Linked DNA regions of Mus musculus: region 1 is linked to region 2. The links are chromatin contacts, called in public promoter capture Hi-C maps. All regions are on one chromosome and are shown on one strand. The core of a region is the stretch at or near the end of the contact, and the rest is flanking DNA. Distances in the headings are between cores, read along the strand shown.

Region 1 (6,765 bases), core at 658-3,157, 220 kb after region 2:
CTCGCTCACCACACCCAAAAGGACTGAGCCACAGCCATGGTTACAGGGAAGCCAGAGAGGCCATTGACTTGCCTAAGGCCATGGGGAGAGCCCGGCGGCCATTCAAATTCCCTGCCCCTTCCAGCTACACTCACCACTCCAACAAGCCACACAAGTCCAACCCAGAAAGACCACGACTGAGGCTTCTGCTCAGGCAGCTGTGCCCCACAGAGGGTCTACCCTCACTCTAGACTCCCTCCCCCACTCCCAGAGAATAAGTCCCTCCCACATACTAAGGCACAAGGAGGGAGGCAGACAGATACCGGGCTGTTCTGATGCCTGCAATACATGGATACTGCTGGAGGTCCTGGGATGCCCTCAGCAGGCATTGAGGACAATGTGCCTCAGGAGAGCCTGCACAGGCATCACACACACCGAGAACACATAAGCCTATCCGAGTCCTGATGGTATAAGGGCTTAAGGGCAGAGGGGGTACCTTCTGGAAACCCCTGGGCCAATGGGTTGTTGTCCCATCCTCTAAGACCTGGTTCCCAGCTGGGGGGAACCAGACCCTCACCCAGACCATGGGCTGGGTCAGCATCCCAATGCCCTGACCTCTGCCCTCCTAGGCAGTGCTCCTGAGCTGTGCCCTTCTTCCCATCTCATCTAGAGCCGCTCCACCTCCAGATCATGGCCAACTCCCAGCAGGCCAAGCACCCAGTCATGGGGGCCCTCAGTACTGCTCATGTAATACAGAATCTTAGCCACTTGGCCATAGGGGAAGACAGACTCAAGCCTCAGTGGACAAGCGGTTTGCCTGAGTCAGTCTCATGCCAGCAGATCTTCTCTACACGCCCACTTCTGAAAAGAGGGGCCCCTAAAGGGTGGGGGAAGGAGGTGGGGGCAAGGGCAAGGACAGTGCCTGAGAGGGGTACAAACACGACTATGCCAACAGCTGGTCCTGCCAGTCTTGGGGCGTTCAGGCCCCGCCCTCACCAGGATTTACCCAGAGGAGCACAAGCCACGTGGGTCCACTGGCTAGAACACCCATCACCCTCCAGCAGAAAGGGCGCCACCTGCTGATATGAACAGAACCATACACACAATGTACTGCCCCCCAGAGCCCACCAGACCTAAGTCCCAACACCAAAAACACCTACAGTCACTTCCCATCCCTCACGGCCTGGAGCCAAAATTCAGCTGACCTGTGGCTGGGGCAGGCTCCGGACCTGGTCTGGCCAGGGTCCCCACGGTGGTGGCAGACACCACAGGGGTTTCAGGTGCCCCCTCCTCACGCTCCTTCCTGCGATAGACCTGCCGCTCCTCACGGGCAGGGTCCTCAGCTGGCAGAGGCCCCCTCTTTGGTGGGCAGCCTAGGGGACCTTGCATGGTCTGCACATGGGGGGAGCGACGACGTGCAGGTATCACCATGGCGACAGGGCGGCGCACACGCTGCAGAGAGGCAGGTACAATCTCCGGTGGCAGGTGTAAGTACTGGCGTAGGTGGTCAATGCCCTCGTTGGTCAGGTACCAGTAGAAGTGGCACCAGGCAAAGGTCTCCCGCACCAGGCCCCGAGCTTTCAGTGAAGCCATGGCACGCATGACCTGTAGATTGGTGACGCCGGGCACATGGGGATGCAGGCTGCGGGGTCGCCGGTCCTTCTTGGCAACCATCACCCCCTCACGGAAGAGCACCTCATAGATGGCCCGTAGCCGGTCCAGCGGCATGAGCATGCCAGCCACCATGGCTGCTGGAAGCCTGCCGGTCAGCACAGGGTGAGGACAGCAGGTGGGGCACAGCCAGGAGGCTGATGAAGCTCCTTTGGCACAAGATGCAGCAGGGGCCACTGGCAAACAGGCAGGCAGGCTCCGGTTCTAAGCACAAGGGCGCAGGCTCAGGGGCAGTGCGGCTCCAGAGCCTTGCTCTGTGAATTCCTGCGCCGGCAAGGCTGCCTGTCTGAGCCTCCCGCCTGCCCGCCCTCCAGGACGCCTGGGCCGGCCCCCTCTGACTCAGCAGCAGGGCCGGTCCCTCCCACCCACTACTGGCGGGGGCCCCTTGAAGAGTGGGGGGCACCAATAAACTGCCCCTCCCCACCCGGGCCACATAGCTCCAATGTCAGAAATTACATGTGTTTCTAAAACACTTGTTCAAGGTTCTCAAGACTGTGTGAAGGCAGGACGGAGTGTAATATGGATCAAGAATCAACCCCGCCCCCCTCAGAAGAGAACAGATGGGCAGAAAACAGGGAGCAGAGAGAGCAGGAGGGTCCTCATAAGGACAGCACCCCCTCACTGTGATCTCAGGGTGAGGTGAGGTATCATCTGTCCATAGCTATCTAAAGGAGGGGTTGCGCAAAGTAGAAAACTAAAAGAATCCAAGGGAGGAAGATTAGGGTATGGAGAAGAATCTGGGGTGTGGTGGTGGCCAGAGACCTGAAGGAGAAGAGTGGGAGGAGCTGCCAGGACGCACAGACAGTTGGCGGCAGGCACCACTGCCGCTGTCCATCAGAAAAGGAAAGGGACAGTACTGTGCCCCTCTCACCAGATGACCATGGAACGTAACACTTCCACGACAGGCTAGATTAGGGTGGGTCCAGAAACAAAGCCACTTTCCAGTCCAAGACCTCTGAAGAGAGCTCTGGGTGAGGCCTCTTTCCTCCCACACCTTCAGTGCAGCTGTTGGACGCCAGGGACTCCCAGCTGCCATAGGGAATCAAAGTCACCAAGTCCCTAACACCCCAGGCTTGGTGGCCCTGACATCCAAAAATTCCCTACCCCCAGGCAGCCTGAGTGTCCACTTGTGGCCGGAGGGGCAGGTGCTGTGGAGAGGACACGAGGACACCAGCAGGAACTGAAGTGAAAGGAAGAGGACTGAGCTCATGCCCTAAGGGCTGCCTAGCACAGCTGTCACCTCTGCTGGGCCCTCACAACCGAGGGTCCCACACGCATGTAGCCTGTGCTGGGTGCCACCACCCAATACTCCAACTCTCCCTGTGGTGCCGCACCAAACCCCCCATGCCATTAAGGCTCTCCCTGAATGGACACACCCATTCCCACCAAGCACTGCAACCCCAGGAACTGATTATAAATAGGGCGGAGGCGGGGGATCCTGCGGTGGGAGGCGCTGGCCAGAGGCAGGCGGGCAGCCAACAAAGCAGTGCGTGGGGCGGGTTTATGGGCTGTCGCCATGGTGCCCCAGCAGACTCCAAACATACAGACACAGACCGGTGGCGGGTGGAAACTCTGAAGGCTCAGCCAACAGTCCCCAAAGCCTTCCCTGAGGCCAGCTCAGCCAGCTCACTGCGGCAGGGCTCTCCCTGTACCACGCCCCTAGCCAGACTTAGGCAGGAAGGGGGGCAGGCCCTCGGAGCCCAACCCTGGAAGTGCAGAGCAGCACTAAATTGGGTCTGTAGGGCCGAGAGTGTACAGCCACCACACCCCCTTCCCTGTGGTACCTAAGGCACCAGTGCTTTAGTTACAGGACCAGTACCAACCCAGTTCTAAGAGCAAACAAATTCCGACTTGCTTGGCCTGTCCCTCAGACACTTCTCCACAGTAACCTGTACTCACCCCACCCCCACCCAGAGTTCCTATCTTCCTGACATGATTTCCTAACCTAATCCCATCAAATCTCTAATCCCCCACCCACGAAGCCAATACATAACTCACCACCATCCCCTAATGATCTCCAGCCACATCCAAAGTCCCCTGAGCCCTTGGACCTGAAGTCTCTTCTGCCCAGTCCCACGAGGGTGCCCTTACAGTAACTAAGTTGACCAAGTCATAGTCCCTATCCCACCTTTAGGCAGGAGAGGGCAGTAGCTCCCAGCACCAGAAGCAACGGGTAGGAATCTCTCCTCCCTCCTACCAGCCAGAGCACCTGCGAGCGTGAGACCGCAGGGAGGAGGAGCCTAGAACAACATGTCCTCCCACATCTGCCCCACGTGCTCAGACACACACACAACCCTGATCTGGGTCTGCTTGTCTTCAGGGTCCCTGGGCTTAGGAGAACTCTCTGTGCCCTGTCCTACCTTGCAGAAACACTGAGAAGTTGCTGATTCAGCACTGAGAGAGCCCAGCAGCACTCCCTGGGCGGCCCCATCAGGTTTCCAGAGCAACCAGACAGCGCCCTTGGGCAGTCCCTAGCCCCCTAACCCTGGACAAAGAGCCACAGTGTGGCCTTTCCCAGGGCCAGCCCGTCTGGCGCCTAGTGCCTTGGGCATGAAGGTCCCTACAGGCCTTCACTACCCCCTCATACACCAATCTCTGAGGCATCTGGCCCAGGCGGAGGAGTGCCGACTGCTCCAGGGCCACCACCACCACCCCGCCCCCCACGGTCCTACTGATGCGGCTGCTGCAGTACTTGCTGCAGGGCTGCAGGGCAGCTACTGGAGCTCCCTCACTCAGCCCGTGGAGGAAACTTGGAAGGGCGTGAGCCTGGGGTCCTCCATCTCCAGCTCGGCACACCTCAATGTTACCAGGAAGACAGCTGACCCTGACAGTCACCGGTGAGTTGTTGCACTCAGCCAGAGGTCACTGAGCGTCCGAGAGCCAGGCTCCTCCAGACTGTACCTTTGAGGGAGCTGATCTCGTGCTGGATGGCTCTTGAGGGGTCCATGTCTTCACTTGGGGGCTGAGGACGGTGTGCTGCAGCCACTGTGTCCAGGACTGCACAGCACCGCACTGCCCAAGGCCAGCACTGCAGCCTGAGGGAGGAGCTGGGAGGTGTGGGGCAGGGCTTGCTAGCCAGAGGCGGGGCTTCTGCTGATCAATGTCCCGGACACTGGTGTCCAAAGCGCATGCTCCAGGCCATGCACCACACTGCCCCTCCCCTTCTACACAGCCAACAAGAGCTTCCTAACCAATAAAGTCCAGCCAGACTACCCAAACACCAGATAAGAGCCAAATATATGCACAGCCAGCGCCACAGTCCAGGGCCTCTGCCACCTGAGGGCCATATGCATGGCCTGCAGGTTGTACCTGCACAGAGCCTGTCTGTCATACTGAAGCCTCAGCCCCGCAGGTGACGCAGAGTCTAGACCTACAACCTTCAGCTTTGCCCCAACCGGCAATGTGCCCCTTCCCTCGGCCCTGTCCCATCCAATGTCTTTTCAAGTGGGAGACTTGGTCATCCCATGCTCCTAGGCTCAAGATGCTTCAGTGACCCAGCCTTTGCCTCTCCAGCCAGACGGTACTTGGCATGCTCTGTCTGTCCAGCTCTGTGGTATCCCAGCACCCACTGACCCTGTGGTGCAGGACACAACTTTGGGGTCACCATCCTTCATGTTGTTCTCACAAGGCTTCCTGACTCCACTCTGCTATATGTCTTCTTGTCATTGCTTCCAATGCCACCCAGCATGACATGCAGCTCCTAGCAGGGTCCAGTCACCCACCACTGCACCAGTACCATCACCAAGAAGCAGCCAACAGCTGCCCTGGTCCAGCCACCACAGAGGTCACCAGCATACTGTTAGCAACTGCCTGCCTCCTAGACAGGATGTCCATATGGGAAGAAGGAGACAAGTGAACATGTGGACTGTTGCAAGCCATGGGACCCTAGGTCCTCTGTGCTGGGCAGTGAGGGGTAGAGGGCACCTCTAGCCTCTCTTAGTCTCCTGTCATACTCCTGTCCACACCTTTACTTTGTCCTCACCCAAGACCCTCCGCTGGCTCCTCAAATTCATATAATGTCAAGCTGGTATAGCGTGCCCATCATTCTGCTATGGCAGGTCAGGTCACAGCCAGGGAGGCCAGGAAAATGCTGCAGGAGCAAGGCTGGCAATGGACACGGCCACAGCCACAGAATCCAGCTTTCAGTCCCATTTGGCCTTTGAGTCCCTCAGCCCTCGCTCCTGCCATCTGTGAGACTCAGCCAGCCTAGGGCATGGGTGGGTTTCAGGAAACACTAATTTCCAAGCTTGGGGGAAACAGTAAAGAAATAAAACACAATTTTCTAAATACTCCCTTTTTTTTTTTTTCTGAGACAGGGTTTCTCTGTGTAGCCCTGGCTGTCCTGGAACTCACTTTGTAGGACCAGGCTGGCCTCGAACTCAGAAATCCGCCTGCCTCTGACTCCCAAGTGCTGGGATTAAAGGTGTGCACCACCATGGCCAGCTCTAAATACTCCCTCTTAAAATGCTACTTTTTACTAAGTTGTATCTGGACGAGCTGAGATTCAGCTTACAAGAAAACAATTCTTGTGTGTGTGTGTGTGTGTGTGTGTGTGTGTGTGTGTGTGTGTGCGTGTGTGTGTGTGTGTGCGTGTGTGTGTGTGTGTATACGTGTCATGTAGCCTGTGTGTGTAGACTAGAAGTCAGATTCAGAGGTTCTTCTTCAGAAGCTGTCTACCTTGTTTTGAACCCGAGTCTTCTGCAGGAACAAGTGCTCTTACCGGCCAAGCCATCTCTCCAGCTCCAAGATCTTAAGGTTGGAAACGGAGAAGGGCCTACGGGTAAGAGGGGCCTTGGAGGAAGCGGTGTGGTGGCACAAAGGCAGGATGCTTTGTCGTTCCATCTCTGTTTGATGAGAAGCCTGGTCCCTCACCACAGAGCTCAGCTTTCATCTGCCTCACTGCCCAAACTTCATGGCTCTGGGTCCTTGGAACCCAGCTGTGCTTGACAAACCTTCACTGACAAAGCACAGGGGCTTATAAAGCAGCAGGACACTTGCTGTAGCTGGGCTCGCCAGCGTGGGGCGGGGCACGGCGGGAAACCCACAACCTCCAGTCTGTTCAGGCCATCCTCAGAGGCTAGGCAGTCTGACCTGACACTGCTCCCATGGTGACTA
Region 2 (6,964 bases), core at 2,894-5,393:
AACTCTGGCCTTCACAAGCACACACGTATGCAAACATACATCCAGAGACACGCAGCACAGGAGATTCCAGTGTCTGATGTTAGAGCTGACAGAAGAGGTCTGGTTTCTAAGCGGGTCACAAGACTGCTCTTGGGCAGCAGGACACCCCCCCCCCCCAATGGTCTACATACTTCTCTCTTTATTCTGCAATTCCGGAGGCTCTGCAACCTGACCATCAGATCTCCTAGGATCCCATGTAGGGAGCTGGAGAGGCGGCTCAGTGATAAGCATTTGCTGTTCTTGCTGAGGACCCGGGTTTAGTTCCGAACACCCAATGAATGGCTCACAAATATCTATAACTTCAGTCCCTAGGAATCGGACACCCCCTTTCACCTTTGCAGGCACCAGGCATGGTAAAACACCCATACACATGAAAATCTCAAGTCTTTAAAGATGTATTTTCTGTATATGGGTTTGCATGTACCTGTGACGGCATCCAGTCCCATTGTTGACGGTTGTGAGTGCCATGTGGGTGCTCAGAATCTTGGAGAGAGCGGCTAGTCTTCTAAACTGCTAAGCCGTCTCTCCAACCCATAAAAAAGACTTTTTTTTTCCTTTTTCTTTATTTTATTTGTGAGGCAGGGTTTTTTTTTTTTTTTTTTAAAGATTTATTTAGTTTGAGGCCAGCCTGGTCTACAGAGTGAGTTCCAGGACAGCCAGGGCTACACAGAGAAACCCTGACTCGAAAAACAAACAATTATTTATTTTTATGTATGTGTGTACACTGTAGCTGTACAGATGTTTGTGATCCTTCATGGGGTTGTTGGGAATTTTTAGGACCTCTGCTCACTCAGTCCCTGCTTGCTCCAGCCCAAAGATTTATTTATTATTATACACAAGTACACTGTAGCTGACTTCAGACGGACCAGAAGAGGTCATCAGATCTCATTATGGGTGGTTGTGAGTCACCATGTGGTTGCTGGGATTTGAACTCAAGACCTTTGGTAGAGCAGTCAGTGTTCTTACACACTGAGCCATCTCTCTCCAGCCCAAGACTGGGTTTCTTTGTGTAGCCTCTGGCTGTCTTGCAATGCACTCTGTAGACCACGATGGCTTCAAACTCAGAGAGACCCACCAGCCTTTGCCTCCCGAGTGCTGGGATTAAAGGCACAAGCCACCACCACCAGGCAAATTAAATTTCTTTAATTTGATCTCTTGGGTGAGTGACCTCTACTTTGCTACTCCCATCCAATCTTGTCCCAGAAATAGCTGCATCAAAGTTCTAGCAACTGTCTAGCCAGCCTACCCTGGTCCAAACAGGTAGAACGTCCATGGGATTTCTGTTGATGCCTGTGTCCCTGAACACAAGATCCCCAAGGCAATGACAGAAGTACCAAGGCTGTGGGCTCCCTCATCTTGCACCCTGGGTCAGGAGGTGTCAACTGCCCTGGACTTCCTGGACAGGAAAGGTGCTCAAAGCCAACAGACTCCAAAACTCAGTTAAGGAGTGCTCTAACGACTGGTCTTGTACATTAAGACAAAGAGGGCTGGAGAGATGGATCAGCGGTTAAGAGCACTGACTGCTCTTCCAGTGGTCCTGAGTTCAATCCCTGGTGACCACGTGGTGGCTCGCAACCATCTGTAATGGGACCCAACACCCTCTTCTGGTGTGTCTGAAGACAGTTACAGTGCACTCATATACATAAATCTTTAAAAAGAAGTTTAAAAAAAAAAAGACAAGACAACGGGGCTGAGGTGGTGGTGGATGCCTTTAATCTCAGCACTGAAGAGACAGAGGCAGGAGGATCTCTTGGATTCAAGGCCAGCCTGACCTATACAGACCCTTTCTATAAAGGAAAGGACAGACCAGCACAATGGAATGTAAGATGTGACCCAGGTAAGATCCATAGCTAGCTACAGACACCACAGGGACAATTTGGCCAGTATGATTTAGTTTACAGTATTTTCTCCAAGGTGCATTTCCTAATTTTAATCATGTCTTGAAGAAAGTTGGGACAGGGCTTGGGCTGTAGCTCAGGAGGTAGCCCTGGGTTCAACACCCAGCACCGGAAGAAAACAGGTCAAAGTCCTATTCAGTAAACACAGGGATATATTTAAAATTAAGGGGCATAACTGTCTCCAACAGAATCCCGGATGGCTGAAAGTACCAAATATATAACATGCATCCCTGTTCATCTAGATGGGTGGCAATGGGAATTCCTAATAATTCTTGCAGTGTTCCCTAAATTGGAATGTATATACATATATACATATACATACCTACATACATATGTGTGTGTGCGTATTATATAAAGCATTGGAAAAGCCCAGTAACTTCTCCCTGTGCTGAGAACAGAATCTGCCCTCTGCTGCTGAAATTACACTACCCAACTTTCCCTAAGCCTGCCTGCCTTGCTGGCTGTTGGTGGAAGAACATCGAATTCCAGCAGCCAAGGATACAACCAGCTCTGCTGTAGCTCGAATAGCAGGCCTCTGCTCACTTGAAATACAAGGGCATCGACCCAGGCAAGTGTCAGAGCGTCACAGAGCTTATTTAACACTTTTATTAACATATCTATGCACCAAGAAATCTTCCAAGGTTTGTCCTCCACCCTATGCCCTACTGGCCTGCCTCCTCGTGTGGGTTCAGGCTTGCTCCAAGACAGTTTCTGTGTCGTCTTCAGCGTTTTCTGCCTCCTCCAACTGTGGGCTGAGAGGGGCCTGATCTTCCAACAGGGCTGTGGGAAGCTTGGAACTGGACTTTGCAGGTGTGTCAATTTCTGGAGAGACCTCACGCAAGGAGGGCTGTGGAGAGATCCGAGAGCCCTCGCGCGACCGCAAGGTACCAGAGGTCATGGATGGAACCCTGGAGCCCTTGCGTGACGGGGTCGCGGATGAGACACGCGAGTCCTTGCGTGATGGAGTCAGAGATGAGACTCGAGATCCTGGATGTGATGGACTCCGGAGAGCAATCACTGACCCAGCCTTCTGAGATAGGCCCGGAAGAGACTCACTGGACAATATAGATGGAGTCTTGGAGGGTCGGTGTGACAGATCCATGGATTGGCCCCGGGAGGTTGGAACTGACTGGGGCGTAGCCTGGGCTTTTAAAACGTGACTGGTTGACCCGATGCGCAAGCTGGGTTGGAGGCTTTGGGGTGGCTGCCAGAGCGGTGGCCCCCCGGGGCCCCTTTGCAACCAGCCGTGCATTTGCTCCAGGTTCTTCAAGTCCACATGCTCCCGGCGCAGCTGCTCCCGCTGCTCTAGCAGCTGCTGTCGCATGTCCTGCAGTAACTGGGTCCTCTGGAGAAGTCTCATGAGTTCTTGTCGGAGATACCCGTTGTCCGCCTTGAGGGCCTGTGCGTGGGAAATGAGGGAACGTGCGGCCTCCCGCTCGGAGCGGCGCGTCAGGGACTGCACTTGCAGCCGCGCCTCCCGCTCGAAAGCCGTCTTCTCATCTAGGAAGCGTCGCTTCACCCCGTGGAGGAGCTGCGTGTGCTCCACGCGCATGTGCAGCAGCTCGCGCTCCAGGGTCCGGATTCGCGCCAGCTGCTCCAGCTGCAGCTCCTACATGGGGTGGGGTGAGGGTTGGGGAGCAGGGGGCGCCGATCAGCGCACCGGTAGGGAGCGCGCCCATCCCTCTGGAGCCCGCCCGGTCCTCGGGGGGCGCGCGCACTGGCCTTGTAGGGCTGGAGCTCCTGCACCCGCTGCGTCATGTTTTCCGCGCGCTTCTTCATTTCCTGCAGCTGAGCGCGCACCCCGTCCTCACGGCCGTGGTAGAAGGACGCTAGCTCCGCTCGCTGCCACCGGATCTGCGCCAGATCCATGCGGTTCTGGTCTTCGACGCGCACGACGGCGTTGGCGCAGCGCAGAGCGTGCGCGCTCACGTAACCGACATAAAGCCGGTTCTCTTCGCGCAGGCGCTGCGCCTCTCTGTTCAGGAACTCGTTGTCCTGCAGCACCTCGTCGATCCGCTGCTCACAGGCCACCAGGCTTTCTGAGAGCAACGCGTACTCGCGCTGTAGGTACTGCGCGCGCTCCGAGAGCGGTTGCTCTGTAGTTTCCTGCTTGCGCCCCGCGTTTTGTCCGCGCTTCTTCTTGGGCGCCATGGCTTGAGGCCCAAGCCAACTGGACTCATGAGAGCGCTGTGCTCCACCCGCTCCCCCAGCTCAGTTACTCTCCCTTCTTAACCCGAAAATTCTGGAGAACTGCACCCTAGGTTCAAGGGTGTGTCTTCTGATTATGAGGTTCAGAGCAGGCAGGATTAAGGATCAGAGAGCACCGTGGCCAATCTGTATATAAGCGTTCCCTCCAGACCACAGCTTTCGCATCCTGGTGCGTAGCTCTAGGAATGTTGATGTCCAGCTTGAACAACCTCTATGGAGACAGAACTTGGTTGCAGTGCCTCGACCTCATCCCATTCTGTTGCTCTGGCAACGGCTTGACTCAATCATTCATTCCCTAAGGTTTCTTATATCCTTGCATGATTCTTCAGTTACAGTGTCGCAGGTCAGGCAGAACTTCAGCTTCAAGACACTGAACTAACTTCCAAGTGCCCAGCCTCCACTCACCCGGGTCTTAGTGCTCTTGCTTTCACTCCACTAGCTGCGCTTCAGGCCCCACAGCATAAGGGGACTCTCACCGACGCTCCCTCCTCTATCCAGCTTTGAGCGAGCTCTCCCCCTTTCCTTGTGAAGTCTTCATGCTCTCAGGATGAAGCCTCCCCACAACATTTGTTTATTTGTGGAGACAGAGTTTCCCTGTGTAACAAAGCTCAGGTTGTCCTGGACTCGCTTTGTAGACCAGACTGGCTTCAAACTCGCAGACATCAGCCTGCCTTTGCCTCCGGAGTGCTGGGATTAAAGGCATTCACCACCACGCTCAGCTCCACACAGCATTTCTAAGGGGACGCTTGGCATCTAAAGCCTTGATGGAATGCTACTACCTTTCAGATAAAATGCACGATGAACAACGGTCTTCATTTCATAATCCAAGCGCTGGAGACTCGGTAGCCAAACCAAAGGGAAACTTTATTTTACAGCCTTGCTAAGTCTGCGCAACCTATTGAAAGGGCAAAAGTAGCTAGTCTGCAAGTTTGGCTCAAAACAGTGATATATATATATATATATACACACACACACACCTATATATCCCCCCCCCCCTCCGAATTCCTCATTGGCTAGGTTCTTCAGGGAGGTAAAATTTTCCCTACTTCTCTGATTGGCATAGAAACTTTCCCATCCTTCTGGGGTTCAAAATCTCCCCCCCTTTCCATTTACATGGGCTCAGTCCCTTAGTAGATCTGTGATAAATTTAAAAGGGCCCACGTAGGAAGGTGCCAGATGCAAGCTAGAGAAGCCAGGGACCTAGTGCTTCCTGCTTGTCTGTGGGCCATTAATGAGTGCTAAGTGCCCCTCAGGTTAAAAATGGACTCTTTTGCCCACTTTTTATTTTTATTTTTTGGCCAGTGCACTTTTCCACGAGGCCCATCCATTCTACCTTCTTAGCTTTCTTTGCCCGTAAGCCAGACATCTAGAGGATACAAGGGGTCCATCGGGGATTTAATGTCTCCCTTTTTGCTATGAGCTCTATACGGACAGTGTCTTTACAGGATTCAATCTTGATCAGAAAACATCAGCAGTGTGCCGGTTTGCTAGTGGATACCGGAGGTGACAACCATTCAGTGGGGGGTGCGGGCTCAGCAGAGTGGCAGCAAATAAACCACGGGCTTGTGTTGACTCTGTACAGGGACGTCACCATCACCCTGCCAAGCAAAAGGGCAGCAGCCAAGATCACCTAGAAGTACTCTCGAACACAACGCCCAAAGTGTTTGTAGTGTTTGACCAATCACAGATCTAGGAGGCAAAAGAGACCTTTGACATGATCAGCGAGGCTGGGCAGTGGTGGTACATGCTTTTAATCCTGGCACTCAGGAGGCAGAGGCAGGAGGATGTTTGAGTTTGAGGCCTGCCTGGTCTACAGAGTTGAGTTCCAGGACACCTAAGGCTATGTGCAGAGATCCCTACCTCAGAGAGGAGGAGAGAAAAAAAAAAAAAGACACAATCAACTAGAACCAAATTGGCTTCCTAAACAAGGAAGAATTGAGAATTGCACTGTCTATTTGCCTCACTGGGGAAAAACCCAGTTGGAGGAAACCTGGGTGCCATGCAATGCCAGGCTCCATCAGTGTCACCGTGTTCCTCAGTATATTTGGGGAGATGTCACCCGGCAGCAGATCCTGAGGATGTCACTAGGAATGCTTTTGGTAGCTTAGATGAAGAAGCAGCAGGGCCAGAAAGACTACCATAGAGAGCTGCTGATATCCCCCATGTGACTGTATACAGAGGAGGAAGTGAGTGAGCTATACAGAGAGGCCCTTGTTCACAAAAGTAGATTTCAGCTACATGGAGTTTACACACAGCTTTCAAGAGGGAGCAAAAGACAAAGATGACTGGCTTCCAGATCGGCAGACAGACAAACATTCCTGCTGCCCCCTGGGGTGTTTCTGAAAGTTTTGTCCTTACCATTATAACTGTTTTTTGCCTTCCTCGTTTTGTATTCTTAACTGTTTGGGGACACATGTGAAGGTTTGATCCTGTAATCTTAGCACTTGAAAGGTGGTGGCAGGGTGATCAAGGAGCTAAAAGCTAGCCTGGGCTACATAAGACCCTGTCTTTAAAAAAAATGTGTAAGTAACTCGGTGGTAGTGGCACAAGCCTTTAATCCCAGTACTGGAGAGACAGAGGCAAGTAGATCTCTGAGTTTGAAGCCAGCCTGGTCTCCAGAGCAAGTTCTAGGACATCCAGATTTGAACAGAGAAACCCTGTCTCAAAATAATAATAATAGTGATAATAATAAAGCATAAGTAAAAATAAAATGATACTAAGCATGATATAGGTATGGCTCCCATAGACCCCTGTGTTTAGTTAGAAGATGTGGTTTTGTTGGAGAAAGTATGTCAATGCTGAGGCTGGCTCTGAGGTCT

Evidence for each region. Capture Hi-C pulls out chosen DNA fragments and counts their contacts.
Region 1: a contact with region 2 is called in a promoter capture Hi-C map of pancreatic islet. The contact joins the promoter of Plec here to the promoter of Ccdc166 in region 2. A contact is called at or near these places in 2 of 39 promoter capture datasets (cranial neural crest and hippocampal neurons), 3 of 484 Hi-C or Micro-C datasets (CD4 T cells, embryonic stem cells and regulatory T cells), 9 of 115 datasets of contacts at active chromatin or transcription factors (astrocytes, bone marrow-derived macrophages, embryonic stem cells and 4 more) and 3 of 9 other capture datasets (adipose tissue, liver and pancreatic islet).

What each region holds. Positions count from the first base shown.
Region 1 is chr15:76,204,414-76,211,178 of GRCm38.p6, forward strand. It overlaps Plec (plectin), which reads right to left and starts at 1,908. Exons shown (of 33, transcript NM_001163540.1): 1 at 1,185-1,908. The coding sequence starts at 1,725.
Region 2 is chr15:75,978,142-75,985,105 of GRCm38.p6, forward strand. Ccdc166 (coiled-coil domain containing 166) reads right to left here and starts at 4,144. Exons shown (of 2, transcript NM_146059.2): 1 at 3,660-4,144; 2 at 1,731-3,546. The coding sequence starts at 4,088. The coding sequence ends at 2,626.